Linked DNA regions of Sus scrofa: regions 1, 3, 4 and 5 are each linked to region 2. The links are chromatin contacts, called in public Hi-C, HiChIP or PLAC-seq and promoter capture Hi-C maps. All regions are on one chromosome and are shown on one strand. The core of a region is the stretch at or near the end of the contact, and the rest is flanking DNA. Distances in the headings are between cores, read along the strand shown. Region 1 has its middle 49 kb from the start of DCTN6. Region 2 holds the start of RBPMS (RNA-binding protein with multiple splicing). Region 3 has its middle 69 kb from the start of DCTN6. Region 4 overlaps RBPMS (RNA-binding protein with multiple splicing). Region 5 overlaps RBPMS (RNA-binding protein with multiple splicing).

Region 1 (2,765 bases), core at 115-2,614, 120 kb before region 2:
TAATTCCTCGCTGCCTGAGCGCTGATTCAGGAACCTGCACTGGGGGAGAGCGTCCGTGGTCAGTGGTCTCAGCTCTGAGCAGTATGCAGAGAAACAGTCAGCAATATGGGGTGCCAGCCACACATCCTGCTGAATTCACGTAAGTTAGATTATCAACCATCCATGTGGTGGACCTCTTTTCCTCCCAAACGTGTCTTGGTAATGAGGCACAGTAGCCAGCAGATGGCACATACTGGTAACTTGCAGATGTTTTCATAATAACATCATCCAGAACATGCATTCCCTCTGCTCCCCCCACCCCACCCCTCGCCCCCTGCCCGCCTCCGCGGCATATGGAGTTTCCTGGACAGGGATCAGTTTTAAATCCGAGCTGAGGCAACACGGATCCTTAACCCACTGTGGGGGCCGGGAATGGAACCTGCATCCCAGCACTCCCAAGAGGCCACTGATCCCACTGCACCACAGTGGAAACTCCAACATCACCCAGCTTGTGAATGGCACTTTACAGACTCCAAAACACGTTAATAAAAACTGGCCTCACTTGTTCCTTAGAAAAACCTGTGAGGTAGGAAGGGAGGTGATTTTTATGCCCATTGAAAAGATGAAACCTTAGCAATGCTGCCTATTCTGCAGTGCAAGCACAAGACAAAGCCACTGTGATGCCTGAATTTTAGATGTCACACACTTGATTTGGGTCTTGAAAGGAGTAGAAGTTTGCCAGACCTGCAAGATTGCCTTCTCTGGAAGTAATGGTCATTTGCCCCAGTGTGTGGATGCTGGCCCACCTGCCCAGTCATCTTAACGCTGCACTGTAAGCTGGGACAACACAGTTTCTAGTACAATAAGCTTGTGGGACCTGTGCCCTGGGACTCGCTTGTGACCTCCAGTCTTAGTTTTAATGTACCATCTTCCAAAGCAATTAAAAATACTTTAGCCACCGATTGACATGGCATTCCCTTCTCTGTACCCCGTTACAAAATAATGATAACAGGCTTATTAGATCTAAAATAAGGCCAGATTAGAAACAGCCTGTTTAAAAATCAATAAACTTTCCTTAATCCCTGCAGTGGAAAAAGAAAGAGGCTCCTCGCTGTCTTCCCTAAAAAGTCAGTATTTACATAAAGCATCGCGTTGCCGGATTCGGAGACACGGAGGTGCCCAAGTTTTCACCCAGCTGCCTGCACCCCCTGGATCCTGCGAGACTTATTTGGCTATAACTAATCTTAGCTCCAGGCTTGCTTACATTTTTGGGTGACCCTTTCGCCTGGAATGCTTCTCAGTGTTCTCATTAGCGCTGTCTTCCCAGCCTGACCCTCCCTCTCCCTTTGTTGCTGTTACTTTCTGTCCTGCCATTAGTAATCTTTTGACTGCTCCCAGAGGCCAGGCCTGGCGTGTTCCGCATCACACTGACACTGTTCCCGCACCAGACCAAGGCCTGGCTCCTCCCCCCCCTCTGTCCCCACAGCCTAGTGCCTTGCTGCCGTTTCTGGATTCTCTTTGTGAATTCCTTTTCCAGTTGTAAAACGTATTCTATGCTTTTTATAAAAGACTGTAAAGAAAGATATTAATCATCATTACTCATCATCCATGCTCAAATGCTATTTTTCTAGCCCAACCCTTATTTAAAATATACTTTATTGTATGTTTCGTTAAAAAAATTAATATATCTCCTTATATGATGTGATGAGAAGGGCACGTAGCTTTTGTAGTCTTTTTCCACAAGATTCATAACCCAAGTCTAATCTTGAGGAAAAACATCAGACAAATCCAAATAAATAGTGGGACATTCTCCAAAATATCCAACAGGAACTCCTCAAAACTGTCAAGATCATCAAAAACAAGGAAAGCCTAAGAAAATGTTGTGGTCCAGAGGAGCCTAGGGAGACATGATCACTAAATGTCATTTGGTGTCCTGGATGGGACCCTGGAACAGAAAAAGGACATTAGATTAAAAACTTTAAAAATCCCATTAACGAATGGACACTAGTTGATAATAATGGTCATTAGTGGTGACAGATATAAGATGTTAACAGTATAGAGAACTGGGTACCATATATATGGGAATTCTTTGTCTTATCTTTACAACTTTCCTGTAAATGTAAACCTATTTTCATTTCATTTTTTTTCTTCTTCTTCTTTTTAGGGCCCTACCTGCGGCATTTGGAGGTTCCTAGGCTAAGGGGAGAATTGGAGCTGTGGCCACCAGCCCACACCACAGCCAGAGCAATGCCAGATGTGAGCACACCTGTGACTATACCACAGCTCATGGCAACGCTAGATCCTTAACCCACTGAGTGAGGCCAGGGATTAAACCTGCATCCTCATGGATACTAGTTGGGTGTGTAACCCATTGAGCCACAATCGGAACTCCCGTAAACCTATTTTCAAATTAAAAGTTTATTTTTTTCCTCCAGTTTTATTGAGATATAATTGTCCTACAGCACTATATGTTTAAGGTGTATAGCATAATCTGACTTTCATACATCATGAAGTGATTACCACAGTAAATCTAGTGAACCTTTAACAAAAGAAAAGAAAAAGAAAAAATTTTTATGTTTGTGATGAGTACTCTCAGAATTTACTCTCTCTTAGCAATGTTCCTAGGAGTTCCCTGGTGGCTCAATGAATTAAGAATCCAGTGTTATCACTGCAGCAGCTCAGGTCACAACTGTGGTGAGGATTTGGAGTTCCATAGTGGCTCAGTGGTTAACCAATCCGACTAGGAACCATGAGGTTGCGGGTTTGATCCCTGGCCTTCCTCAGGG
Region 2 (2,700 bases), core at 71-2,570:
GAAGCAAGCAAGCTGATTAGAAATTGTGATTGGTGCGGTGCGGGGAGAGAATTCCTAGGAGTGAGAAGTGAGAGAGAGCCTACCGAAGTTTGGAGGTTTAAACTTAGGTGTTTGTAGCAGTCACTTGAGTGGAAAGCATAAATGACACCATATTGGAAAAGTTCTGGATGGCTCAGGAAAAATGGAAATTTCCTTCATAAAGCCAGTTTCCATGTATTGTAAACTTAACTGGGTCAGAATGGGTGCCAGGTGCTATAGTTTTATCTATCAACCGATAATCTCCTCTAATAGCAAACTCCTGGGCGATAAATAGAACTCCTAGTTCACAGAGAAGGAAACGGAAACCAAGGCAGTTCTTCCTTCCAAGCCTGGTGCGTAAACAAGCGTTGTGCACTGACCTAGATGCCGGGTCTCCCTTCGTCTCTAAGCTGCTCTGACCCTCTGAATATCTTGTCTTGTCCTCCAGCTTGTCTAGCAGTGAGGAACATTTCCCTCGGCCAACAAATATTTATTGAGTGCGTACTATACACCACGTAGCCTATTAAAAAAACCCAACAACCCAAACCAAACCCGTGGGATTTGAAAGGTAAAGAGGGCTGGGTCTTGCCTTCCAAGAAGGATCTCTTCAGGAGAGTAAGAGAGGCAGCCAGGTAAACAAATAATTCCAGGATAGTCAGATAAGGGCTCTAGAGGAGTCTGAACAGGGGCCAGCCGGTGCGGGGAGGCTGGAAAGGTTTTTGAGGACCCGGCGTCGGACGTGGGTCTGAGGCTGTGCCCTGAAAACGCTGGCCTGGAGTGGGCTGCCCCCGGATGTCACTCGATTTCTCGCATCCTGTCATTTCAAGCTGCCGACTAGGAGAGGTAGAACCAGGTCTAAGCTGGTATTGAAAAGGCGGGGTAGGGGTGCGAATGCCTCGTGAAGAGTAAAGGAGCAAAAGTGACAACTCACACTCCCCGGTCCCCGCGCGGGCAGGGCCGGGCTCCCCGAAGCCCCTCTTCAAGGGAGTGCAGCGCCCGGCTGGGCCACCGGGGCCCCCAGGGGCAGGGCAAACGGGGGACCTAACCTTTCTCCTCTCCCCTCTTCGGCCCTCGCCCAGCGACCTACCGCGGAGTCGGGGGCTCGGGTCGGTCGCTTCCGCCCGGCGCGCGCCATCCGGCCGCCTGGCAGCAGCCCTCCGCGCAGCCCCTCCTCCTGCGGGGGGCTTTGCCGTCCCGCGTCCCGTCCCTCCGGGCTCTAGCCTGCAGCCCACATCCAGGGAGGGCGGAGGGAGGAGGAGGAGGGGAGGGAGGAGAGAGGGGAGGAGGAAGGCAGGCGAGAGAAGGGGAGCTGCTTGGAGCCCGTACTTTCCAGAGCCAGCCAGGAGCGCGCACTCAGCGGCTCTCCGGGTCCCAGCCGCGCCCCGCTACCCCGCACCTCCTCCTCCTGCTCCTCTCCGGGTACCCCTCGCCCCCTCCTTCCAGCAGCTGCTACCTCGGGCGGCGGCTGCCCCCGAGCCTCTACTCAGCCACATCCCCAACTCTGGGCTCACTCCTGGGACGCGCGTCCTCGCCCCATCCTTTCTTCCTTCCTTCCCTCACGCCCGCCCGCCCTCTCCAGGTCTCCCTCCTGGGTCCCGATTGTCTCCGTCCCCTTCTCTGTCCGCCGGCGCCTAGCCCTGCCCCGTCCTCTCCCTCGCACTTCCTGAGTCGCCCGCCGCCGCAGTCTCGCCGCGGGACCCCGAGCCGGAGCCCCAGCCAAGCCGCCACAGCCCCGGCTCCAGCCCCCGCTGCCCGCGGCGCCCGGGGAAGGGAAAAGTGGGCGAGCTCGCCCTCGCCCAGCCCCGCGCCCCAACCCTGCCCGGCGAGGGAGGACCGGGAAGATGAACAACGGCGGCAAAGCCGAGAAGGAGAACACCCCGAACGAGGCCAACCTTCAGGAGGAAGAGGTACGGTGAGGTGGTGGGTACGGGCTGGGACGGCAGCCGCGGGTCTTTTCCAAAGTGCCGGCGGCTGGCGGGGCGCGGGTCCCCGGGCGCCGGGCTGCGCCGGGGAGGGGGCGCCGCGGTCGAGGGTTTGGGAATCGTCCTGGCTCCTTGAAGCAGCCCCAGGCTGTGGCCCGGGGAGAGTGTATCCTCACCGAGTGTGTTTTTGTGGGTCCACGCGCGTCTGTGTGCCTACAATTGCGTAACTTTGAGGACTTTCCTGAGACCTTTTGTAAGTATAATGCCCAGCTTTGTTTGCACCGGATTTTAAAAGCGGAATCGAGAGCTGACTCCTGGGTGACCTCAGATTATTGAGACCGGGAGGGTCAGCACTTAGTTCTGCGTCTGGGGCTGGAAGTTGTGGGGTGTGTTTGTGTGGTTTAAGGAAGAAACTCGGGGAAAGTTCTCCTTAAAAGACTCCTTCGGTTCCCTGCCCCCTCCCTTTCAACGTGAAAAGTTTCTTAGTGAAATATCTTTCCAGCTGAGGCATTTTGGATTAATAGATAACTCATCAGCCGCATTCTTCTCTGATGAGTCTAAGACCCCAACCTGAGTAATTAGGTTTTGTAAATTTAGGGGCGTTGCGGTTGTGGGGAACAGAAGACGAGAGTTTCAAACTTTGCAATTCATTAAGTGATCATCCAGGCTATTTTAATGGAACTTGAACGTCTGAGCGTAAATTTTGTGGTGGGTCTGTAACAAGGATAAAAATGTTGCAGCTGAGGAGCGTTCCTTTGGT
Region 3 (2,781 bases), core at 178-2,677, 100 kb before region 2:
AGTTAGCTGGGAAATTGGGACCTCTCTTTTTACATGACACCTGGATTCTGAGAGCCTAAGAATGCCCCTGTGTACAAACACTTATCCAGCCTCTGCTGTGTCATAGTTAGGTCCCATTAGCCAAGCAAATCATAAGCCCAGAGTCAGTGAGGGAGGAGACTACCCAAGGGCATAAATGCCATGAATACCAGTGGGCCTGAATCACTGGGAGCCGTCAGTGTAACAGTCTGTAATTTTATATACGGTGTTGCCATCCTGACAGAAGCCCGCCACTGAGTTTTTCCTGCCATTTCTTTTTGCAAATGAGGAACCTAAGGCCCAGAGAGGTCAAGTAACTTACACTTGCCTAAGGTCCATAGCAATTAAGTGGTGGGAAATTCAAATTTTTGGTTCTAAAGTCTGTGACCTTCCACTCTACCACAGGCTCCTCCTGGGAGCACCTAGGATACAAGAAACAATGCAGGTGATGAGAAAAGCCCAATCCATAGGTTTTTTTTTGGTGGGAAGCAGAGTGAGCTTTATTTTTGTTTGCATGTAATGGAGAAGATGAACGAGTCAGATAATATGGGTGGAGGAAATATTAAAATAGTCTGATTGTGACCTCGATGGCCAAACCATCTTATGCTCTCAATGAAAGTTTTATGGTTCCTCAGCTGTGGTCACTTAATATTTCATACGTAACTCTCTGCCATAGCTCTTTCCTGTATACTATTTGTTGCTCACTATTTATTATGAATTCTTCCTGGTCTGGGTCCACACTGCCTTGTATGTTGTCTGATGTACAGCAGACTCTCAACAAATGTTTGTTGAATGAATGAATGAATGGGCAAGCAGAGGTCAGGGAGGCCAAAATGGAATCCTTCATACTTTTCCAGGGACTCCAAGGAGAAGCCATGAATAATGAGGGAGTGAAGCATTAAGGAGATGAACAATGAATTGTGTATTATCTGAGGAACAATCAGGAGTTCATAGAAACAGATGTTTTTGATTAAACAAATAGGCCAAAATTCAAGAACTTAAAATCTAATCTTAAAATAGATTTGTGCTTTTGAATATCTTTCTCAAATTTTTCATTTAGGGAATTTCTCATTCACTTCAGCCTATTCTGCATGTTCGTTTCATTTTGTTTTGTTGATTCTTTTTCCCATAGCCTTTTATCAACAGTTTTGAAAGTCCACAGGGAGGGGTCCTACTCCATAGCACAGCTTCTCTCCTCTTGCTTGTTTTACTCCTTGAAAGGGAGCATTGATTTCAACAATGTAAATGTTCTTCTCTAATTGGGAGTAAATCATCCCAAGAAAATTTGCTTAAGGGAGTTCCTGTCATGGCTCATTGATAACAAACCCAGCTAGTATCCATGGGGATGTGGGTTCCATCCCTGGCCCCGCTCAGTGGGTTAAGGATCTGGTATTGCCGTGAGCTGCAGTGTAGGTCACAGACAGGCTTGGATTTGGCGTGGCTGTGGCTAAGGTGTAGGCTGGCAGCTACAGTTCTGATTCAGCCCCTAGCCTGGGAATTTCCATATGTTCCAGTGCAGCCCTAAAAAGATCCCTCCCCCTAAAAAAGAAAGAAAATTTGCTTAAAAATGGAAGAGTTGGGAGACTTCCTCACTAGAGATACTGAACCATAAAGGGTTTGGACTCTGGTGATAAGATACCAGGCTCAGTAAGGACAGGAGTTAAGCGAAAATTAAATTTAAAAAAAAACTGAAAAATTGGGGGGAAATCCACTCACTGAATGTAGCACCCCAGCCATTTTCACATGGTTATATTTAAGTGGTGTTGATAGAGTTTTCTGCAAAAAGAAAAACAAACCTACAACAGACAGGAAATGCAGGTTCACATCAACTACTTCTGAAAAGGACCCTAGGATTTAAAGGAGTAACTTAACGTCCATATGCTATACAAAGATATGGGAACTGTGTTTGGAGGCATTTCTCAAGTTCATGCTGAGCATGTGCATTCACAAATGTATGGTGCTGCTTCCTTAGTTTCCCCAGTCATCTTAGTTAAAGCCAGTGAGAACTGCCCACTGTCTCCTGATCACCTGGTCCAGCTGTGGTGGCAGGAGCCACTCCTAGTTCCAAATTTTCCTGAACTTCTCCTAGAAGTGTCTGCAGCCCATGAGGATTTTCTCCCTGGGAGACTCTGGACAGGTAGACAAGCAGCTGCTAAAGGCGGGGGGCTGAATAGTAGCAAATTCTGGGAGGCTGGGATAGAATTCCAGGAGGCTGGCACAGATTTCAGGTTAGTTCTGGATCTGCCTTGACGTCAAGAAATGTCTATTTGGTAGACTTTCCCTTGAGAGTCCAGAGGCCCATGGGAGCAGAGCCGTAGCTCTTCATACTGAGCGCTGACATACAGCACAGTTGAGATGGGGCCTCCAGAGGCTTCAACTCAACTGAGTAAGTGAGGCAGGTAGCACCAGCCCGAGATAAGGCAAGAGCAAACCAGGACTTCATGAAGGGCACCCTGGAGGCAACACCAGGACTAGATGCCCGGGCTTCAAATCTGCCATCCAAACAACAAAAAAACAAACAACCCAATTGAAAAATGGGCAGAAGACCTAAGCAGACATTTCTCAAAAGAGGACATACAGATGGGCAATAGGCATATGAAAAAAGGATCAATATCACTGATTATTAGAGAAATGCAAATCAAAACTACAATGATGTACGACCCCACCCCAGTCAGAGTGGCCATCATTAACAAGTCAACAAATAACAAATGCTGGGAGAGGGTGTGGAGAAAAAGGTACCCTCCTCCACTGTTGGTGGGAATG
Region 4 (2,700 bases), core at 103-2,602, 96 kb after region 2:
CGTAGGCCGGTGGCTCCAGCTCTGATTCGACCCCTAGCCTGGGAACCTCTATGTCCCGCAGGAGCGGCCCAAGAAATAGCTAAAAAGAAAAAAAAAAAAAAAATCTTCTGAGAGTCAAAAACATAAATAAAAGAAAGAAAAAGAAAGGAGTTCCTGTCGTGGCACAGCAGAAACGAATCTGACTAGGAACCATGAGGTTGGGGTTCCATCCCTAGCCTCACTCAGTGGGTTAAGATCCGGCATTGCTGTGAGCTGTGGTGTAGGTCACGGGTGCGGCTCGGATCTGGTGTTGCTGTGGTGTAGGGCGCCAGCTGTAGTTCCAATTTGACCTCTAGCCTGGGAACCTCCACATGCCGCAGGTTCAGCCCTAAAAAGAAAAAAGAAAAAAAAAAAAAAAACCAATAAATGAAAACCCTTGCCTCCTGATCTGCTTTCTTTTAAGCTTTCCCTGTGAGTGCCGTTCGCATGCCTTCATTCAGCAGCTAGCAGGAATAAAAGGCTGTCATTCTGCCATTACCTTTCCCCAGGGGACGGAGGGGATGCTTATGGTTATAGTCACTGTCCCTGCAAGGAGAGAGGAGGGGGGAGGCGGAGGACTGTAGAATAAAAGGGGCAGCTGGCAGCAGAAGCTACGCTTGGCATTTGTGTGTTAAGGATTCCGAGAGATGCCTTTGTTCAGCCAGAGCCCTTGACCTCCCTGTTTTCCTTCAGAGTAAAAATGTTAACGTCGGGATTCCTGGATGAAAGAATGCCGTCTGCACTTTGGCCTATGTTTCTTTCCGTGTTCATATTATCTGTTTCGACGTGTCACTCTAAAATATTGCTCTAACGGGTCACTGACTGCGCTTGAAGTGGAGACGTCCCCTCCCTGACGTTGTCGGGGTCTGGGTCTCTCAATCATCCTTTTCAAGATAGTTGGAGAACCTAGTGGCAGAAGTTCAAACAATCATGCCCTCTCAACCTGGTGGAAAATAAACTCTGTTGGACTCTGATTCTGTTGACATGTTAAAGATGGAGTTTATAGCTTCTTCAAAGGCCCTGCCATGACTTTATAGTCGTCCTATACAAAACAGATTCTCCTAGGCATGGTTGTGTACACAGGGGGTGGCCGTCTAACAAAAAGCCTGCTTTAGCGGACAAGAAATGAACTGCGGGGGTGGCTGGTCAAGTCAAATGGAGACCTAGATAATCTCCAGAGTACTTTTACCCAGGTCTCCACCGTAGTGGGTCCAGTCTCTGGGGTTACCAGCCAGTCTCCCGAGAGCTACTCAGACTGTAAGAAGCGAAAGGAATGGTCAAGAAAAGCCGGACACCCTTCCATTCCCTGTGGGGGAAGTGAAACCAGGCAGAATAAAAGAATTCTGTAAACCTGCACAGCTCCTCAAGTGGCAGCTCCGGTATCCTGCTGCTGGTGGGGGTTGGGGAGGGGAATCCCAGAGTCAAGTGTGCCATCTCATCCTTCTCTATTACAAGTGGTAGAAGCACCCTTCCAGAAAGGCGTTTCTTTTCCTTTGGAACACCAGTCCGCAGTAGAAGGAACAGCTCTTCAGCTGGGCCCCAGGAGTATCTCATAGGTCGGACGTTAATCTAGACATTGACAAGAAGAACTCATTTTTTTTCCTACAATCTACCCCAGGAGGTATGGACTGTTATTATTCCCAGTTCCTAGATAAGGAAACTGAGGCACAGAAAAAGGTTAAACAACACACCTAAGATCAGTAGTGGAGGTAGATATGAACACATGTGGCCAGATGTCCAAGCCCACACAATTGCCACATTTTAAGCCTTTCTTTGGTTGTGACTTTCGAGTAAGCATCTCCTTTGTAATTGTCACTGTAACTGATGGTGCTTCTGGAGAACCTTTCTTGCTTTACCAGTGGGTGGCCTAGGAGCCACCAAGATTATCTTCTATTTGTTTTTCTAGCCTTTCTGGATTGGGCGGGGGAGTGGAGTGGAAATGAAGTTTACTTTTTTTTTTTTTCAGTTTTTCTAAACTGTATTCTTTTTTTTTTTTTTTTTTTTTAATTTTCCCACTGTACAGCAAAGGGGGTCAGGTTATCCTTACATGTATACATTACAATTACAGTTTTTCCCCCACCCTTTCTTCTGTTGCAACATGAGTATCTAGACATAGTTCTCAATGCTATTCAGCAGGATCTCCTTGTAAATCTATTCTAAGTTGTGTCAGACACAACTTAGGAAATGAAGTTTTCATTTTGTTGTTGGGATAGATCTGTTGTGTCACTGAGAGAGTCTGGCCTAGTTGAGAGGGTTTGAATTTGAGTTCTACAGTTTTTGCACATGAATCAAAATGAAGCCAAAGAGAAACTGTATTTTGCAAAGTGGCCTCGTCGCTAGGAAATGTAAAAAGTCTTTTATTCCAGGCCCAGGTTCACTAGTGGCTCAGCTGATTCTATTACAACACTCACAGACCTGAGCTTGTTCTAAAATATTATCAGAGGAGGAATTATATCGGCTTGAAATCGAGGATAAGCCTCTGGAGACATTTGAGGCTAGATGTGGGTATATATGCTTTTCTATCACTGAAATTTTCAAAGCAAGAGAAAGGTACATTGTGTTCTATGGAAATCTGGTTTAGAAACAAAAATTCTCCAAATTTTTTTTCCCCTTCATTTTTGGCCACCCGAGGAATTTGGAATTCCCAGGCCAGGGATCAGATCCGAGCCGCAGTTGCGACCT
Region 5 (2,700 bases), core at 71-2,570, 110 kb after region 2:
AAGGCCAGGGATTGAACCCACAACCTCATGGTTCCTAGTTGTATTTGTTTCTGCTGTGCCACACCGGAACTCCTAAGTTGTCTTAAACATTAATTCTCTTGGTTCTGGGGGCCAGTAAGTCCAAGGTGAAGTTTCCAGCAGACCTTCTTTCTGGCTTGGAGACCACCACCCTCTGACTGTGTTCTCTTGTGGCCTGGGCTTGACTTGTGCCCTGAGGACAGAGATCCCTACTGCCTCTTCCTCTTCTCTCAGGGGCACTAATCCCTTCCTAGGGGGCCCACCTCCAAATAGCATTATGTCTGGGGTTAGGGCTTCAATGTGTGGATTTGGGGAAAACACGAACATTCAGTCCAAAACACATCAATATATGGATCTGCCCTGGTGTGCTTTTTAAGTGTAGTAGACTCAAGGCTTTCTGTCTCCTAGTATTCACCCTAGGTAGGGAGGTTGGCCTTTGCAGATCACAGTGAACTTCTGTTGGTTTGGTCACAGAGTTTGAGGCCATCTATTCCTATAGCCAGTCAGATTGGTCTGCTTCTGAATAACTTACTGTTCTCAAACCAACAACCAGAAACTCCTTTCTGGACACCAAGGAAGTAACCTGCTGTCCACCTGAACCTAACACGACATTGTAAATCACCTTCACTTCAGTTAATAAAACATTTAAAGGAAGGAAATAAAACCATTTCCAGTTGGAAAAGTTGCAGTTCGTCATTCATAAGAACGGTTTTGGTGGGTTTGTAGGCAAGCAAGGAAAAAGTTGATTTTGAAAGGTACAGATTCCCCCTCTGACACGGTAGTAATCTTAGCCTGACAGCGTTTAATAATCTTGTTAGACTTTAATTAAAAGCACAAGAGTTGGGGGAGGAGGTTTGTTTTTTCATGTCTCCTCCTTATCTGTCTTTCCCTTTTTCATCTTTCTCCTCACTTTTCTTCCTCTTTACTTCCATGTTTTCCCTACCCCTGCCCCCCTCTGCCTCCTCTTCATCATCCTTCAACATTGAAAATGTTTTTGGCTTGGCTAATCCCTCTGGATAGAAACCAAGCTGAGCAGGATATTGATTACCAAATATGGTGTTGCTGCTAAAGATGTTAGAGGAATGTGCCTTGTATTCTAAGCCTCCAGCCTCTGAATAAGCTGCCAAACAAATTAGGTCATTTTAACTCTTTTTTTTTTTTTTTTTAATAAGGAGCTGGAACTTTGATTTGGAACACGATGATGATGTTATTTTAGCTCAAACGGGGAGGAGGGGTACTGGGTAGTGGGAGCGACTCAGTTAAGCATGTTTTAGGACCTGAGTCATGAGGCCAGGTTGTGTAAGCTGCAAGCACGTGGCGTGGAGCCTGGGTCAACCCTGGCGAGTCAGTGAAAGAGCTGAGGCATGGAATTCAGATGTGCAGCCTCCTGCTCTGATTAGAAACTCCAGAGGTCCACCGTTACCCATGGCGCTAACGTTGATGTGAGCTCAGGGTTGGGAAGTCCCAGGAAGGATGATGGCATTAAGTGCCAGGGAGGACACCCCGAAATCCATCGCAGGTCATTGCTGTGTAGTTGGATGTGACAGAAATAGGCATGTCCCTCCACAGGGTACCTTTAAATGACGCCCGGGGAGTTCACTTGTCTCCCAACAAAGACGACAGCTCTTCAGATCCATATTTGGAAATATGTACTGTGTTGTGATATTAGCTTTGATAGAGTGAAAGGCTCTTAGTGGAAGTGGATGGATGCAAACATTGCCTCAGTAGGCTGCTCGCTCTTGTCCCCTGATACACATTTTCAGCGAGATGAGACTGAGGTTTCCCAAATTAAAAGAAAACTGGCTCTAGGGAGAGACCATGATGGAAGATAATATAACAAAGGGAATGTATATGTATGGATGACTTGGTCACTTTGCTCTACAGCAGAAATTGGCACAACATTATGAATCAACTAGACTCTAAAAAAGTTTAAAAAGCAAAAAACAAAAAAACAGACCAGTTAAAGAATTTCTGGACTGCCTCTTGTGGAGCAGCAGAAATGAATCTAGCTATTATCCATGAGGACTCGGGTTTGAACCCTTGCCTAACTCAGTGGATTAAGGATCCGGTGTTGCCATGAGTTGATGTGTAGGTCACAGACATGGCTTGGATCCTGCATTGCTGTGGCTGTGGTGTAGGCCAGCAGCTGCAGCTTCAATTTGACCCCTAGCCTGGGAACTTCTATATCTTGTGGGTGTCATGCTGAAAAGCAGGGGAAAAAAAGAAAGAATTTCTTCTTAGATGTCATACAGCTGGCACCCTCTTTTCAGTTTTTTGTCATTGGTTAGGCCTGCACAGAGGGTTCTTCTTCTTGTCCAACCTCACCTGTTTTGCTGCCTTCAATTGGTTTGTTCTTAGAAAGTGGAGAGATCTGGTTCACAAAGAAATTCCACCCACATCAGAACATCTGTGGGTCCCATGGCTCTCGTGCCCACTGAGGGGCCTCTCCTCCCTCTCCCCCCATCCCTTACTTCTCTTGCCATTAGCATCAAGTCACAGGCTCTTCCTCCCATCTTTGGAGCTGAGTTGTTCATCTAGGTCTACAGAGTAAGAGAGTCTTATTCATTTCTTGTGGAAATTGCTCTTTTTCTCCAAGATAAAAAAGAAAAAGAGAAAGAGAAAAGAAAGAAACAAACAGGCTTTAGGGCCCCTTATGGGCATGGGCTTGGACTGAGTACCTTT

The links. Promoter capture Hi-C pulls out the DNA fragments that hold promoters and counts their contacts. A called contact is a pair of places that touch in the nucleus more often than the background predicts. HiChIP or PLAC-seq counts read pairs in DNA pulled down with a chosen protein or histone mark.
Region 1: a Hi-C map of fetal liver shows a contact between it and region 2, with 2.8 times the contacts expected there. The contact joins the enhancer-like site here to the promoter of RBPMS in region 2. A contact is called at or near these places in 1 of 5 promoter capture datasets (liver), 28 of 47 Hi-C or Micro-C datasets (adipose tissue, alveolar macrophages, blood and 17 more) and 1 of 2 datasets of contacts at active chromatin or transcription factors (skeletal muscle).
Region 3: a Hi-C map of retroperitoneal adipose tissue shows a contact between it and region 2, with 1.9 times the contacts expected there. The contact joins the enhancer-like site here to the promoter of RBPMS in region 2. A contact is called at or near these places in 1 of 5 promoter capture datasets (liver), 21 of 47 Hi-C or Micro-C datasets (adipose tissue, blood, embryonic fibroblasts and 10 more) and 1 of 2 datasets of contacts at active chromatin or transcription factors (skeletal muscle).
Region 4: a promoter capture Hi-C map of liver shows a contact between it and region 2, with 3 times the contacts expected there. The contact joins the enhancer-like site here to the promoter of RBPMS in region 2. A contact is called at or near these places in 1 of 5 promoter capture datasets (liver), 5 of 47 Hi-C or Micro-C datasets (alveolar macrophages, liver, mesenteric adipose tissue and 1 more) and 1 of 2 datasets of contacts at active chromatin or transcription factors (skeletal muscle).
Region 5: an H3K27ac HiChIP or PLAC-seq map of skeletal muscle shows a contact between it and region 2, with 7 times the contacts expected there. The contact joins the enhancer-like site here to the promoter of RBPMS in region 2. A contact is called at or near these places in 6 of 47 Hi-C or Micro-C datasets (embryonic fibroblasts, liver, omental adipose tissue and 2 more) and 1 of 2 datasets of contacts at active chromatin or transcription factors (skeletal muscle).

The regions. Positions count from the first base shown.
Region 1 is chr15:54,845,785-54,848,549 of Sscrofa11.1, reverse strand. No RefSeq gene overlaps it. Among named protein-coding and RNA genes, the nearest start is that of DCTN6, 49 kb to the left of the region's middle. Within about 2 kb of position 1,364, at least 28 of the 83 cell types and tissues checked have an H3K27ac peak or open chromatin away from gene starts, as enhancers often do. A contact at or near this core is called in adipose tissue, epiblast stem cells, fetal liver and 1 more, where this site is marked.
Region 2 is chr15:54,724,033-54,726,732 of Sscrofa11.1, reverse strand. It overlaps RBPMS (RNA-binding protein with multiple splicing), which reads left to right and starts at 1,320. Exons shown (of 9, transcript XM_021074872.1): 1 at 1,320-1,925. The coding sequence starts at 1,860.
Region 3 is chr15:54,825,262-54,828,042 of Sscrofa11.1, reverse strand. No RefSeq gene overlaps it. Among named protein-coding and RNA genes, the nearest start is that of DCTN6, 69 kb to the left of the region's middle. Within about 2 kb of position 1,427, at least 14 of the 83 cell types and tissues checked have an H3K27ac peak or open chromatin away from gene starts, as enhancers often do. A contact at or near this core is called in embryonic fibroblasts and retroperitoneal adipose tissue, where this site is marked.
Region 4 is chr15:54,628,108-54,630,807 of Sscrofa11.1, reverse strand. The region is part of intron 4 of RBPMS (RNA-binding protein with multiple splicing); the gene reads left to right. Among named protein-coding and RNA genes, the nearest start is that of RBPMS, 96 kb to the left of the region's middle. Within about 2 kb of position 1,352, at least 12 of the 83 cell types and tissues checked have an H3K27ac peak or open chromatin away from gene starts, as enhancers often do. A contact at or near this core is called in liver, where this site is marked.
Region 5 is chr15:54,611,316-54,614,015 of Sscrofa11.1, reverse strand. The region is part of intron 4 of RBPMS (RNA-binding protein with multiple splicing); the gene reads left to right. Among named protein-coding and RNA genes, the nearest start is that of RBPMS, 110 kb to the left of the region's middle. Within about 2 kb of position 1,320, at least 39 of the 83 cell types and tissues checked have an H3K27ac peak or open chromatin away from gene starts, as enhancers often do. A contact at or near this core is called in embryonic fibroblasts, liver, omental adipose tissue and 2 more, where this site is marked.